Regions from separate parts of the Rattus norvegicus genome. Here region 1 is linked to region 2. Evidence: chromatin contacts called from public Hi-C data. All regions are on one chromosome and are shown on one strand. Each heading gives the region's core, a stretch centred on a gene start, on an enhancer-like site or on the middle of the called end of the contact. The rest is flanking DNA. Distances are from core to core; before and after follow the strand shown. Region 1 holds the start of Tgm2 (transglutaminase 2). Region 2 overlaps Rprd1b (regulation of nuclear pre-mRNA domain containing 1B).

What was found. Hi-C and Micro-C count contacts between places; a contact is called where the count stands out from the background.
Region 1: a Hi-C map of liver shows a contact between it and region 2, with 3 times the contacts expected there. The contact joins the promoter of Tgm2 here to the enhancer-like site in region 2. A contact is called at or near these places in 8 of 12 Hi-C or Micro-C datasets (the Rat2 cell line, Schwann cells, hepatocytes and 4 more).

Annotation. Positions count from the first base shown.
Region 1 is chr3:167,219,827-167,227,195 of GRCr8, reverse strand. Tgm2 (transglutaminase 2) reads left to right here and starts at 5,351. Exons shown (of 13, transcript NM_019386.3): 1 at 5,351-5,416. The coding sequence starts at 5,407.
Region 2 is chr3:167,125,330-167,132,472 of GRCr8, reverse strand. It overlaps Rprd1b (regulation of nuclear pre-mRNA domain containing 1B), which reads right to left. Exons shown (of 7, transcript NM_001098727.1): 6 at 3,278-3,453. Among named protein-coding and RNA genes, the nearest start is that of Rprd1b, 26 kb to the right of the region's middle. Within about 2 kb of position 3,597, at least 17 of the 93 cell types and tissues checked have an H3K27ac peak or open chromatin away from gene starts, as enhancers often do. A contact at or near this core is called in liver, where this site is marked.

The sequences.
Region 1 (7,369 bases), core at 4,102-6,601, 93 kb before region 2:
TGTGAAGATGACCTCCATAAGAGATAAAGGAGAGGTTCCCCTTTCTGGTGATACCTCAAGCATGGTTATTAAAATACCTCATGAACGATCCAAGATGCACAGTGACCTTACCACACTGCTTTCTGCAAGGCCACGTGCTTCTATGATTCTCACAGGCATGGTGATAACTCTGTTGGTAATTTTAAAGTATCTTTTCTTGCTTGCTTTTTTTTTTTTTTTTTGAGACAGGTTTTTATGTAGCCCAGGCTGGTCATCAGTTTCTTCATGCAGGTATACTTAAGATATTCAGATACATACAAATGCTTTTGTGTGTTTGTTTTTTGTTTTTCAAGACAGGGTTCCTGTCTTGAACTAGAACCTGGCTGTCCCAGAACTTATTTTTTTTAGAGACTGGCTTCAAACTCACAGAAATCCATCTCCCTCTGCCTCCTGAGTGCTGAGATTAAAGGCATGTGCCATCATGCCGTGTGATGCTTCTCTATCTTAAAGGATATTTTTATTTTATGTGTTTGGGTTGTTTGCCTGCGTGTATATGCACCATGTGTATGCAGTACCTGTGGAGGCCACGAGAGGGAGGTGGAACCCCTGGAGGTGGAGTTACAGATGCTGAGTGGCTTTGTGGGTGCTGGGAACTGAACTCAGGACCTTTGTAAGAGCAGTAAGCTCCCTTACTCGCTGAGGCATCTCTCTAGCTCCCCAGTCCTTTTCTTTTCTTTTCTTTTTTTTTTTTTTTTCGGAGCTGGGGACTGAACCCAGGGCCTTGCGCTTGCTAGGCAAGCGCTCTACCACTGAGCTAAATCCCCAACCCCTCCCAGTCCTTTTCTTAATAAACCCTAACTTGGTCTCATCCTGGTTGGTCCTGGAATTCTTTGCTGTGTAAGCCAAGATCCAAGATGCACCTGAGTAGACTTTCCTGGGAGGAAATCCTGCTGGCAGTATTGTGTTGTCTCCTGTGACACATCACAACAAGACACCCAAGATCACAACAGAAAGTAGCTGGCAAAGCTCAACTTGAACCTAGGTCTGTCAAGTCTTTGGCCTATGTCCTGTCACTGGGCTGTGACACTGCTAACAGTAGGCTTAAAAGGGTCTGTAGCCTATTACTGATAATTGTCATTTGAAATCTGAAATCACCTGGGAGATGGACCTCTGGGCATGCCTGTGTGGTATTACCTTGAAAGTCATCATCATCTATTGATATGGGAAGATCTGCCCACTGTGGGCAGCACCATTCCTTAGTTAGGACTCTGTAGTGGATGGAGAGGGGCTCCTCCTCCTCCTCCTCCTCCTCCTCCTCCTCCCCCCCTCAGCCTCCCCCCCCACCTCTTCCTCCTCCTTCTCTGCCTCCTTCTCTTCTTTTTTCTCAATTGTAGTTGCAGTGTGGTCAGCGGCTTCAAACCACTGATCCCCATACTTCCTCCAAAATGAAGGACCATAATCTTGAACTGTGAGCTGAAGTAACCCCTTCCCTTTTAAGTTGCTCTTGTCAGGTGATTTTATCACAGGGACAGAAGAAAAGCTAAGACAGGAAGGCTAGAAAGACATCTCAGCTGTTACTGTAGCAAGCGTGAGGGACCGAACATTGATACCAGAATCCACACAAAAGCTGGGTACCACAGTACACACCTGTATGCAACTCCAGTGCTGGTTGACTGGACAAGCAGAGTACATTGGACATTGACCTCTGGATGGAGTGCTGTTGGCCTTCCAGTCAGAGCACCACCGTTCTCCACCCTTCAGCTCCCCTGCAGCCTGGATATGCCATCCTCCCCAAAGATGAGCAGGGTCTAGACTACCCCTTGACATTTCCACCCGTCCCCTGTGCTAATGGCCCCACCCCACCCATCATCTCAGCCCAGGGGAGTGGCCCAGCTATCTTGGGTCCCTCACACCAGATACTGCTCATCCCTGTTAGTCACAATCAGTAGAAGAGGGAAGGCCTCCTAATACCCCAGCCCTGTCCCACCCTTGGCTCCTCTCACCTCCCTTTCATGCAACTCAGAGTCAGCTCTGGCCCAGGGACCTTTGCCCTATGGGAATGGACAATGTCTGGGAGCCCAGTCATGCTGTGTGACTCTAGCTTGCTCAACCTCTGAGTCTAATCTTCCCCTTCTTCCTTTCCCTCCTTGTTATTTTTCCCTTCAGCTTTTTCTAACTCACCCCTTTTTATTTTATTTTTTTTTCTGTAATGTCAAAGACATTTTGGACGCCCAAAGTCTATGACAGACCACAGGTCAGATACATCAGCCACAGCCCAGAGGACCTCCCTTGCTGAGAGTAGACTGGACTGACACAGGCCCCTGAGGGGCTCCCCTATGGCTGGTAGAGGCAGACCTGACCTGAGTCAACACAAACCTTTTATCTGACGCATTTTTATGTAACATTAGGCCGTCACTTTACCCCTTGCCTCTCTTACATCACTGAACACATGACAAAACTCATGCAGTGAAGCTTCAATGGAATTCAGGCCATAAATGGACTATTCGAGTGTCCAAAGGCTCACCTTTGTCGCTACTGAGACACAAGCCTCCTGTTGGATGAGACCCAGTACTGAGGCTATAGGATTCAACGCCTTGGCTCAGGCATACAGAGTCCTTGGGAGACAGCGAGCCCTTTGGAGCTCCCAGTAAACCGTGTTCAGCATTTGGGACCTTCTTCCAATCCCTGGGGAGCCCCACTTTGTGAGGAGATACCAGACCCTTTGCAGACATCTTCATAAGGAAGTTTCTGGTGATGTTTTACTATGTAACCAACACCGGGTAAACAATAGCTAATTCCCTCAGCTGAAGATGTATCCATTCCACAGAGGGGAGAACCAGAGCTCAGAGAGGTCTAACGGCTTGAGGGTGCTCCCACAACAATAGTGAGCTCCGTACTCTTCCTGATCCAACGGCTGCACAGTCCGTTCCCAGAAAGTATGGCAAAAGGCTCTCCACACAGTGCTCTCCAGGGACCTGCAACCCTTGACCACCTTCTCTGCCGCCAAAGCACTTCTGAGACTTTCTTTTTTAATTTTAAAAATAATTTATTTTTATGTGCATTGGTATTTTGCTTGCATGTAGCTCTCTCTCTCTCTCTCTCTCTCTCTCTCTCTCTCTCTCTCTCTCTCTCTCTCTCTCTCTCTCTGAGTTACAGACAGTTGTGACCCTCCATGTGGGACCTGGGTGTTGGTTCACAATATGTGAGATTCCATGTGGGGACTGGGAATTGAACCCTGGTCCTCTGGAAGAGCAACCAGTCCCCCCAACCACTAAGCCATCTCTCCAGCCCCCATTCTGAGTCTTATCTGCCCCTGTGAGGTATAACACAGCAGGGCCTCACAGACTTCCTCAATAGAAAACTGAAAACTGAAGTCAGAGTCAGGCAAGGGACCCAAGTCACAGGACCAGGAACCAAGTCTGCCACCTTACTTAAGTCAACAGATCCAGCCTAGTATTGCTTAAGGCCCCAAGCCACCACCCAGCTGGCTACAGTTCTGTAGAAAGAGACAGAAAAAGGATACAGGGCTGACCACTGGGTGAGGTGGGCAAGTCTGAGTTTCATGCTGAGTCCCTCACAGGAACCCCAAATAACTGGTGGGACACCCCCACCATCTGCTCAGTGAATCACAGCTTGCTAACTCCTGTGCTGGTTCCATCAAGGTCTGACTGCACCAGGACCTCTCAACTCACGCACAGTGACCCAGTGCATGCCTCCACTATACGGTTAAGGGAGGCCCAAGGCACGCCACTGTTGGGGACCCCAGACAGGCCTCTAAGGAGTCCTGCCATCATAAAAATAGGGACACAGTGGTAGCAAGAGTGGCAGGCCTCCACATCAGCCCTAAAGGGGCTGGCTGTGGGCCCTATGGTAGTCGTAGCAAGGGGCCAGACAACTTCATAGCATACCTGTGCTCTGAAGCACTCAGGGTGGAGACAAAGGTGGGAAGAATGCATCCTCCTCAGATGGGAAAGGTCAGCAGAGTCATCTCTAACCTTCTCTGACAGGGCTGACACCCTTAGGCCAGCCTGGGCTCAAGAGTCCCTAGGTGTTAACCACTTTGACTATGCCCGACTCAAACCTGTGAGGAACGAGTTCTTGTCCTTGTTCCTGGCAGGATGGAATGGAGGCCCCCCAGTACCTCCCTGAGTCGCTAGCTATCAGGGACCCCACGGTCCCCAAGGACTGTATGGGCTTGTCCTGGCACCCTGAGTCACACTCAAATAGAGCCTCAGGGGTTGGGGATTTAGCTCAGTGGTAGAGGGCTTACCTAGGAAGTGCAAGGCCCTGGGTTCGGTCCCCAGCTCCGAAAAAAAAAGAAAAAAAAAAAGAAAAAAAATAGAGCCTTAGGGTGTCCTCTCAGGTCAAGGCGGCCAGTCATGCAAAGTATCCCAGAGAAAGGGCTAAGGGAATCTGCAGGCCTATGCCCTTTCAGGAAGTCCCCCACTCAGTCTACATGGTGGTATAGAAGCAGATCGAGTTGCCATCAGAGAAGCCAGGATGAGAGTTGGTCCATGGGAAGGGTGGGAGGTATGGTCCCTGGGCTCTTCCTGCTGTATCCACAGTGAGCTAACTACAAAGAAGGGGAGCACAGGGAGGGGGATGGGAAAAGGGATAGGTGAGTGGATGCAAGCACAATGGATGGGTGGGGGATTATCAGAATGAGTGGCTGGGTGGGACGGGAAGGCTGGGTGGGTATCTGTGGGTGTCTGCATGCCAGTACCTGTGCCCCTGTCTGCAAGAGTCTATAAGCTCCCACATCCAGATACCTACATATTTGAGGGTTATATGGGGCTTAGTAGGAACCCAGCCCCATGTCTGGTTATGTCTAACTCCTGGCTCTCCAGGCTTGCAACGTGACTTAATGAGGGATGTTGATTTAATTATCGTGCATCCAAAATTGTCAGTTGATTCCCTGAGACTGTGGGTGGATCTCTATGTCTTTCTGCTTGGTTTTGTGTGTGTGTGTGTGTGTGTGTGTGTGTGTGTGTGTGTGTGTGTATGGTGTGTGTGTGCATGAAGTATGTATAGATATGGTATACGTGTGTATTTATGACTGTGGTATGTATGTCTATGTGTATCTGTGTAAGGTACATTCATGGATGTGTGTGGAGAGGTGTGTGTTCTTGGCTACTGATTTGGTCTGTGGATCTTATCTACGCGTCTCATGTTCGGTGGCCTTGGTCTGATCTGGGTGTTCATCGCACGCTCCAGATGTCTGTTCCGAGGTCGCCCTGTGTCCAGCAGGGGGCGCTCCCGGCAACCTTAGTTCCCGGACCGACAACCCTGGAGTCCGCCCCGCCCCGCCCGGGCCCGCCCGGTCGCCCTGGGCTATAAGTTCGCGCCGCGAGGCTGTCCCGCAGCACCGCACTGGTGATCCGCGCCCGAGTGTCCCGCTGCGTCCGAGCTGTCGCCGCTAGCTTGGCCATGGCCGAGGGTGAGTGCCTGAGCCGCGGGGAGGTAGAGTCGGGAGCAGGCTGGACTATCTCCAAGTCCCCAGAGCAGAGCGACAGGTGGGCCATTGGAAGGCACCTTGCTGGCCCTGAGTTGTTGGCCTCAGTTTGCCCCCACTTCAAGGCATAGCTGTTAATTCTGCCCTGGATGAGGTGAAAATGCTACCCCGAAGGTTTACTGGGAAGGGTGAGGTACTGTCTTCGTTCTCCCAATACTTAGTTAGCTGGGTCCGTGCTGCGTGCCAGGTACAGAGGAGCCACTCAGGGATGCTGACCGGAACGGGCACTTGGCTTTCCTCAGAGCCTGGAAAGAAGTACAACTTTCCTGGCTGATTCTGTGGTCTCAAATCGAAGTGACATTCCAGCATCTGGTGGAGCACCGCAGGAGCCAGGCCTGCCTGTTCTTTCAGGTCCTCTTGAGCCCTGGTGTTCTCCAAGTTCAGATCTTGACCACTTGTTGAAGTTCGGAGTTCCCTGCTCTAAGTTAGGGACAGTCGCTCCAGCCTTGGTACAAGCACAGGGCTGAGCAGAATGGAAAGGGTCCAGGGTCCTGTTCATTTCCTGCCTGCTTCCCTCCTGGAGGGTGTGCTCACATGTGTGCATCTGTGCATGGGCAGCACATGGAATCACATGGGTCAGGACTTGTACAATGGAGGAGGTTCCTAACGCTGCCAGACCAGCTAGCTATTAGGTCAAGTCCATTCAGGGATGGCATTTGCCTGCACTGTGACCTCAGGGAAGGAACTTGGGGCAAGAGAAGGGATGTGACAAGGGACCAGAAGCAAATAGGGAAATTCCAGAGTTAGCCCTGCTGTGAGACCTTGGGTCACTCCTTTATCTGAAATCTCAACAGGCCGTGTGATATGTCAGCCAAGGGTCTGCTTATCCCCAAGGCGGTTTCCCTTCCCTATCTCCAAAATCTGAGGGATCTCAGAGATACACCAGGCTGCTTACTGTGTTGGGGTTTCCTCCAGCAAAGGCTGTTGAGTTCTGTGATTCTGAACCCTGGCTAATGCACCCTTCAGGCTGTGGGTGGGGCACTGCATCCTGCCTCCCCAGGCCAGGGGATGGTTGACACCAGGGTTTCTAGAAAAATGGCCTCTTTCCTGCCTGAGCCTTCTGACATTGAAGATTTTGTGGGTCTGTCCAGCCTCCACTGCCGTGCTATCAACCTCTTTGCTGAGATGTCGCTGGTCATTACCAGGGCAACCTACTGAGTCTTGCTACAAACCAAAAAGGCACCTGCTATAGGACCAGGATCACAGACATTTCATTCGAGGTGGTTTCTGGAGAAGCCTTCTGCACCTCCAGGATGGTTTCCCTCGATTTGGAAACCTTGCACAGCAGGAGGCCCAGCATCTAGGCTGGATGACTTTGGGCCCCAGTCCCTGCCCTGGGCCTCAGTCGGACCACATGTCCTGCACTGGCCACATCTCTGAAAGTCTTGTGCCTACTCTCCACCAGAAGGACTCCCTAGTTCTGACCATGAGCCTCTTCAGACCGGGACCCCACGCCACCCCCACCTGTCACCTAGTGCTTGCCCAGGTCCTCAGCTCTTCCTGGAACTGAAAATAGGATTTCCACAGCACAAGGCTCTCTCCTGGGCTGGGGCCCGTCTCGACTTCATAGCACTCTCTGAGGTTCGAGGGTAGGAACACTTGCCTAGGATCACAAAAGCAACATAGGATGAAAACATAGGTCAAAATACTCCCAAACTGTCATTTTAAAACCTTTTATTTTGGAGAATATTGGGCGACCATAAAGTAGGGAGGAATAGCGTGATAAACTCCTCTGCCCTCGCTATCCACTTACTTCTGCCTCCTACCCTGTGCTGTTCTTGGGAAGAAAATCCCATGTCCTACCAGCTGTGAGCCTATCAACACATGCATCAAAAATAAGGACCCTCCTCAGAGACAAGTCAGCAGAATCCCCCAGCT
Region 2 (7,143 bases), core at 2,348-4,847:
ACATTTCACCAAAATGACAGACAGGAACTCTGTGTCACCTGCTCAGACTACGACTTGTGAGCTTTAAGCACCTGCTTGGCCTGAGAGTCACCTTTGTCAGCAAGAACAAAGTCCCCTTGCTCTACAGTGGTGTCTGGAGGCTGTTCTGGCACCTCTGGCTTTACCCTTGTCAGTCCACCTGCCTTAGGTCCCACACTGTAGCCCCACACTCTGAGCTGTTGGTGACACGGGTCCCCTCCACAGGCTTCTTTTCCCTTTCTAGGTTTTCTCGGATTAGCACACAAAGCAGTGCAGTCCTTCCTCAGCTTTCCCTTTGACCTTGTTTGTAGATTAGGGAAGTGCTACAGTAGTGCCAACTATGACACTCAGCACAAAAATGGTTAAAAAGGCATAATTTCTAAATGAATCCTAACTCTATTAAAAGGAAAAAGGAAGGGCGCACAGTGGGGAAACCGTATAATTTCTACCACAATTACCTTTACTAATAATACCTTCTCTGCAAGCAGACAGTAAACCTCCAAACCACTGAGTGGACCTAGAAACAGCTCTCTTTATAGGAAAAGGTGACTTCCCAAGGAATCTGAGTCAAGAGCAAGCATTTTCTGAGGAAAAAATATGTCCCTAGTCAAAGAGCATAGTGCCCAACAGACTTCAAGAGGCTAGCTGTAGGCCTGGCGTTCAGAAAGAACTGGAGCATTTGACACTATGCACACTAACAAATATATGATCAAATCAATGTTGTTAATGTGCTCTTCTTGGTCTGTTTCCATGTCGTGAAGGAAAGGAAGCAGGCTTCTGTTCTTCAGGGAAAGCCTTGCTCCTGAGACGCTCCTCCAGCATCTTAACATCTGTGCACATGCCTCCATAGGTGAACAGGTGAACGGTTATTCCCTGAAGACACAGGCTCTCCAGTGCCTAGGTCCATACACGGTAGTCTCTTCGCAAAGTGCCAGGCCTCTGGCTGCTCTCTTGCCAGTTCCTCTTACAAAAAGGGTTTACTCTCAGCAGGGATTATCTTAAACTACAACCAGAACTGTTGTCTTAACCCCATTAGCTAGCCAGCTCCATCTATGCTATTCACACAATTCACTGTGCAATTTCCTTCTGTGAGCCACAATGGGTCCCCCTCCCCTTTAGATTCTGATCTAGCATCCCCTTCAAGGTTCAGAAGCCACTGGAAACCCAAAATAAAGTTATCAATGAAAGAGAGAGATGCTTGCTATCTGAAGGAAAATACAAAGTTAAAAGAATACAGAAAAACTTGACTGTTACCTAATTAGAATCGTGGGGAAAGAGTCCCAAGGAAACAACTCTATGTCTAAGAGTGCGGCATTTACAGTGAGAAGGCAATGAAAGGTTTCCCAACAGCTTTAACTGGCCTTCTGATTTGGTGGTGTTAAGGACTGATTATATTCTGCAAGGAAAATGGAGGGATATGCAGCACTGAGCCTTCACTCAAACTGTACACTGGGTGTCACCATCCTCATCAGGACAGAATGGAAGGAACATCTGTCTACTACAAGGAGTGAGAGGAAGCCTTAAATTCAGAAGAGCAGACTATTTGTGTCTGCATGGACGAAGAGCTAATGTCATCCCTCAGCCTTTTATATTTTATCTAGTCATTTGCTTTTTAAATGGAAGCAAACTTCATTTTAGTTTCCCAATGAATGGTCCAGCCCAGCCAGCTGGTTGACATGGTTTGGGACAGGAACCCTGAGCTCTGACTGCCTTGTGGTGCCAGGATCTTCCTCCTCCATCCTCAAGTGCTGGTTCCAATGTCACGCCATTTGGTGACTAGCAACAACTGAGCTGCCAAAGCCACAGAATGACTGACCTCTGATCTTCTGTACCTCAGAACTTCTTGGGGTACCCAGTAAGCTACCTATTCTGCAGAAGAAGCCCCACCCAAACCCACCCCAACCAACAGACAGTTAATTAGAAATGGGGAAGCGACAGAACAAAGAGTTAACTGGCTCTACAACAGTCTCCTTCTCAAAGACTGTCCTCTATGGTGCCTTGCCACGTTCCACCCAACAACAGCTGCTCATGATAATCAATGTCTGACAGATCAGAGAAAGCCCTTAATGTGTCGCCAAGGGGCAGTTCAACAGATGGCACGATGACTTACAACCAGAATCATTAATTACAATCTCTTATTAGTCCCAGGGTACAGTGAAAATGCTTCCTCAGTGAAAGAGGAGCGCTGCAGATAAATGGCCGTCTGCTCCTGCTGATGACGTTTCCTTTAGGACTTGTGGTCAGTGCTGAATCTACATGAAAGCCACACTACTGTGCATCTGTCTCTTATCTGCCACACCAAGCTGGCCAGGCATTTGAAGTCCCCCGCACCTCTAGCCATTACAACTCCCATAATCACTGTAGGGAAGGGTAAGGTACTGCCTCTCCAGGCAGCTGAACACAGAATGTAGAATGCACATCACTAGAGCTAGCTCAGTATTCCCTCCCTCTATACAGAACATTCCCCCACTGGAAGAAGGGTGGCCTTCTACTGAGGGGGTTCTTTGAGCTGTTTCCTGTGGTCACTATGACATTCTCCAGCTCAGCCCCATGTCTTCCTCTGCTACTCTTTTCCATGTATCTTTTAAACAAAGAGAAGAAACTAAGAAGAAGCTAAGAAATGCAGTCTAACAAGTGGGACAGGAAACCCCAGACAGCCACAGTGCTGGCTCTGCTCCCCAGGGACAAGGAGCTAAGCTGAATTAAGAAGCCAGACAGCAAAGGGACGACTCTAAACCCCTCCTTGCTGGAGACACTGAGGAACATGGCCTCAACTCAGGAAGAATGGGTTTCTGCCCACCATTGGAGTCAGGCTACACAAGCAGACTAAACTTTCAAACTATGTACAGGCAGGGCTTGCAGGCAGGTGACTTCCTGGCCTTAGCATATGTACATGCCAGAACTAAACTTCAAAACAACTCAGATTCCCAAATACAACCAGTAAGTACCCTTTGGTTTTGCTAACCCTTATGTACCTCAACTTATAATTTCTCAACAATACACTGAGGCAATTCTAAGATCCTAAACGCAGTGACTGAGAGGCCCCTGTTTTCACAGTCTGAGTTTTTCTTTCCTGGACATATAAAACCATGACTTCAACTTCTAACAAGGCTCCGGTAATTATGGTTACTGGATGAATGCTCCCGTCTCATTTGTTTTCAGAAGATAAAAAGGTTGATCCAGGAATAACATGGGATGTAGGAAAGGGGGGAGGGGGTGCAGTGATCAGGCAGTCGGGTCTGCCCTGCAATGTACTCACTTCTAGCTTTTTCTCCTTTTCTGACAAAACCTCTTTTTGGTTCTGGGTGTACTCCACCAGCATCCGAGCCAGCTGGCGCCGGTCTTCCAGTTCCGCTGCCAGGCGCCCGTTATATTCCGCTAGTAACAGACATGCTTCATCTACTGTTTTTGAAAGACGTTCAGCTGCCTCTTTGTCTGAATACAAATAAGAGCAGAAAACAACACACACGAATCACACAGGTATGAGTGCAAACATTCCTGAGAGGAGGTTCAGAGTCCAAGAATAAACCAGAACCCATGAACCAACAGTGCTGGGCTAGCCAAGAATCCAACTGCACCAACTCTGTCAAGAAGACACATTCTCAACTGCCTGAAGTGAGGCAACTGGACAGGGCGGGAAAGCTGGCTGGCTGAAGAGCTTCAGCAAAAGCTCTCCAAACAAAACCAGCAGAAAGGCACTCAAGAGTCATCTGTGAAATGATTTCTCTTGCCTCTCAGGAGATGAAATATGTTTGCTTATATTACTACATTAAGAATACTTTCCCTACTGTTCCAAAGAAACAGAGCAAGCGCTCATGTCTTAGGTTTACAGACACTGAGAGAAAACAGAAGTTTTGTGAGAGCTTTAGAATGTGGTCTCAGAAGCTCATCTGTAGGACTCTGTTTGCCAGAGAAAGAGAGTCTAGAACCTGAGAACAAGCTCATCCTCCCCACTTGCAAAAAGCAGGGCTTTTCAAATGTACATAAACATGACCCTCGATGGAAAGAGTGAAAACACACAAGCAGCAGCCCCACGTATGGTGAGCGGCACACCATTCCAGCCCTCATTGGAGGGCTGCCACCAATCCCAGTCAGCCTGGGTTACATAGCAAGATCCAAAGAGAGAAGGAAAGGAGAAAAATTCCTTTTCTTACTATGTGCTGTATTTTCAAAGTATTGCTCATCATGGACTAAACTGACTTCATGTCCAAAAAAATGGCTTGTCACCTACCTGTTGGGGGGAGAAAAAGAACAAACCCTGAAGTGTGAGCAAGGGCATCCTTGGAAGGAGGTGGTAAACGAAGGCTGGTGTAGCGAGTGAGCAGTGACAAAGAGAACTCAGAACATAAAGAGCTGCTGTAACTGTGCTGCTGGCCGGAGTTTAAACACATGCATCTTGCTTTAAAAGGTCTTTGGGGACTGAAGAGATGGTTTAGTGGCTAAGAGCACTTACTGCTGTTGTAGAGAACATGGGTGCGGTGCCCAGCACCCACATCAGGTAGCTCACAATCCAGAGGGTCCAATGCAATCTCAGCACCTCCATACATGCTATGTGGTACATATAAACGCATGCAGGTATGCACATACACACAAATGTTAAAGTAAATAAAATCAAAAGGTCTTCTGGGTAAAAATAGCAGGTTGAGGCTTTGAAACAAATGGCACCAGATCTGCCAGCAGTTACACAGACAATCTGGTGACACAAATCTGAGAGCCCTTGGTATTTTTTAAGGCAGTGGAATTTAGGAGTTTCTAGCGTAGAACAGCCATCTGGCCCTTTCTTGCCTCTGTGAACAGAGGAAATGAGCTGCTGAGGGCTCTCCAATGGGAACCCATGCCGAAGATCATGCTCTGGCGTCAGGGCTGGAGAACAACACTGGGAAGGGAGGGAGCAAGACAAAGGTGGGACAAGGGACTGTGCAGAGGGCCGGGAACCACTGCAGTGCTCCAGACTCTGCTAGTGCTGCCTGCAGACAAGCTTGAACGTGGCTGCTTTCAGCTTGGTCAGTCCTTGACTATTGATCTCTTTATAACAGTAATTAAGATGCTAGAGTCCTGTGGCAAAAAAAAAAAAAAAAAAAAAAAGAGGCAAGGAACACCAATTCTTAAGAGATAATATTTTTTAAAGAGTCAATTCTCACCCTCAAGAACTTGTATAAGGAAACCAGACCATTTATACAAGTAATTGCAACCCAGAAACATAGCGTTTTTTATCACTCAAGAATTACACAGGGCTGGAGAGATGGCTCAGTGGTTAAGGGCATTGACTGCTCTTCCAGAGGTCCTGAGTTCAAATCCCAACAACCACATGGTGGTTCACAACCATCTGTAATGAGATCTGGTGCCCTCTTCTAGTATGTCTGAAGACAACTATGATGTACTTATATATAATAAATAAATCTTTAAAAAATAAAATTACACAAAGCCACAGTGGGCTGGAACTGAAATCAGAGTCTTGCTCAGCCATGGTCATTGAAGCTTCCTGCTGTAGGAGAACATATACAGACCCACAACTGGACAATGTGCTTAGAGCGAGAGACTTTGGAACACCCAGGTCTAAATGGGATATCTTCATCTAATCCCTTCCCTCAGAGCTCAGAGAGTCAGCGGGAATGGAGGACACCAATGTAACAGTGTCTTCCAAACATGGCAGGACCGATGCACATATGAACTCAAAGAGACCGTGACAGCATGCACCAGACCTACACAGGTCCAAGCCAGACGGGGGCCCAGTGCTGAGAGAGGAAGCAGACAAGAGCCCCAATGCCTAACTACCTCCACGTGTCAAATGCTTGCAAAGAAAAATTATTTTCTCCAGTAGATGTCTAATACAAAACGTATTTAATGGTACTTTAGGAGATGTTCTGTCTTGAAATGCTTTGTTTGGGTAACTTATCTATCTTACTGTCCTTTGCTTATATATTATGGTTCCTGACTTTCTAATTTTATAGGTTTTATGTCTGTGTATATATGTGTTTCTTATGTTCTTCCCCCAATTTTTGTTTTCAACCTATTATTATTATTATTTTGGCTTTTGGGACAGGGTTTCTTTATGTAGCCTTGGCTGTCCTGGGATAAGCTCTGTAAGCCAGGCTGGCTTTGACCCCAGAGCTCTATAGTGAGGATTCTGGAATTTTGGTTTTGTTAAAAACAAAACAAAACAAACAAGATACATGATAAAAGCATGTTTTGTTTAATCCGGCTATGGGGACACAGGACCACATGCAGCAGCTGTGTATGATCTGCCTCGTGCTCTAGCGAGCGTGCCTTTGCCGGCCACAGACAGTTTCTCCACTGTGTGACACTGGAGTCTGGGAGCTCCTCAGAGCCTGTAAATGCTGGAGCCCTGCTGGGCGGGGCGGGTGGCTGTTGGTTTTCAGGAGTGTTAGTTCTAGTTCGTTAGTTAGTAGTCAGGCTCCGAGAAGAAGTTAGAATCAGAGATCTCTCTCCCCTTCACCCCTTCTCTCCTACCTAGTGAAAGAGGAATCGGGAAAGAAGAACTCCTGCAGTAGCCAGCCAAGGCCAGTTACAAAGCTCCGCCTGCCTCTGTCCCAAATTCTAGGATTAAAGGCACACATGCCACCACTGCTCAGTCTGTCTTTTTGTTTGTTTGTTTGCTTAAATTCTGGTTTATTTGTTCTTTTATTTACTGCTTGCTTTCAAAATAGAGAAAGTGTGGAGTTGATTGGTGGAGAGTTGGGGAGGCTCTTGGAGGAGATGAGGGACGGGAACTGTGATCAGAATACAGTGTAGGAAAAAAATCCTTTCAATTACAAAGCGGGGTAGGCACTACAGAAAAATGCAGTCCAAATGTAGAAGAGGATCTTGCCTGGGGCCAACAGTGGCTGTGCTTTGGTCTGCCCTCACCATGCCTTGGTGGGCTGGAGAATCCTGCAAACCTGGCTGACTCACTCAAACACCCAGTTTCTGAGAGTCCTCCAAGCTTGCTTTCCCTGTCTCCCTAGCAGCTAGCTCTCGCCAGCTACTAACTCACCTCCTCGCTCCCTTTAACAGTGATCTCAAGAGGCACTTACAGTCCCTATAACCAGCCCCTCTCTCCTATGTCAACAAGTTTACCCCAGTGAGCCTTCCAAATTCTCATGCATGACCTTCCTAACACCTACA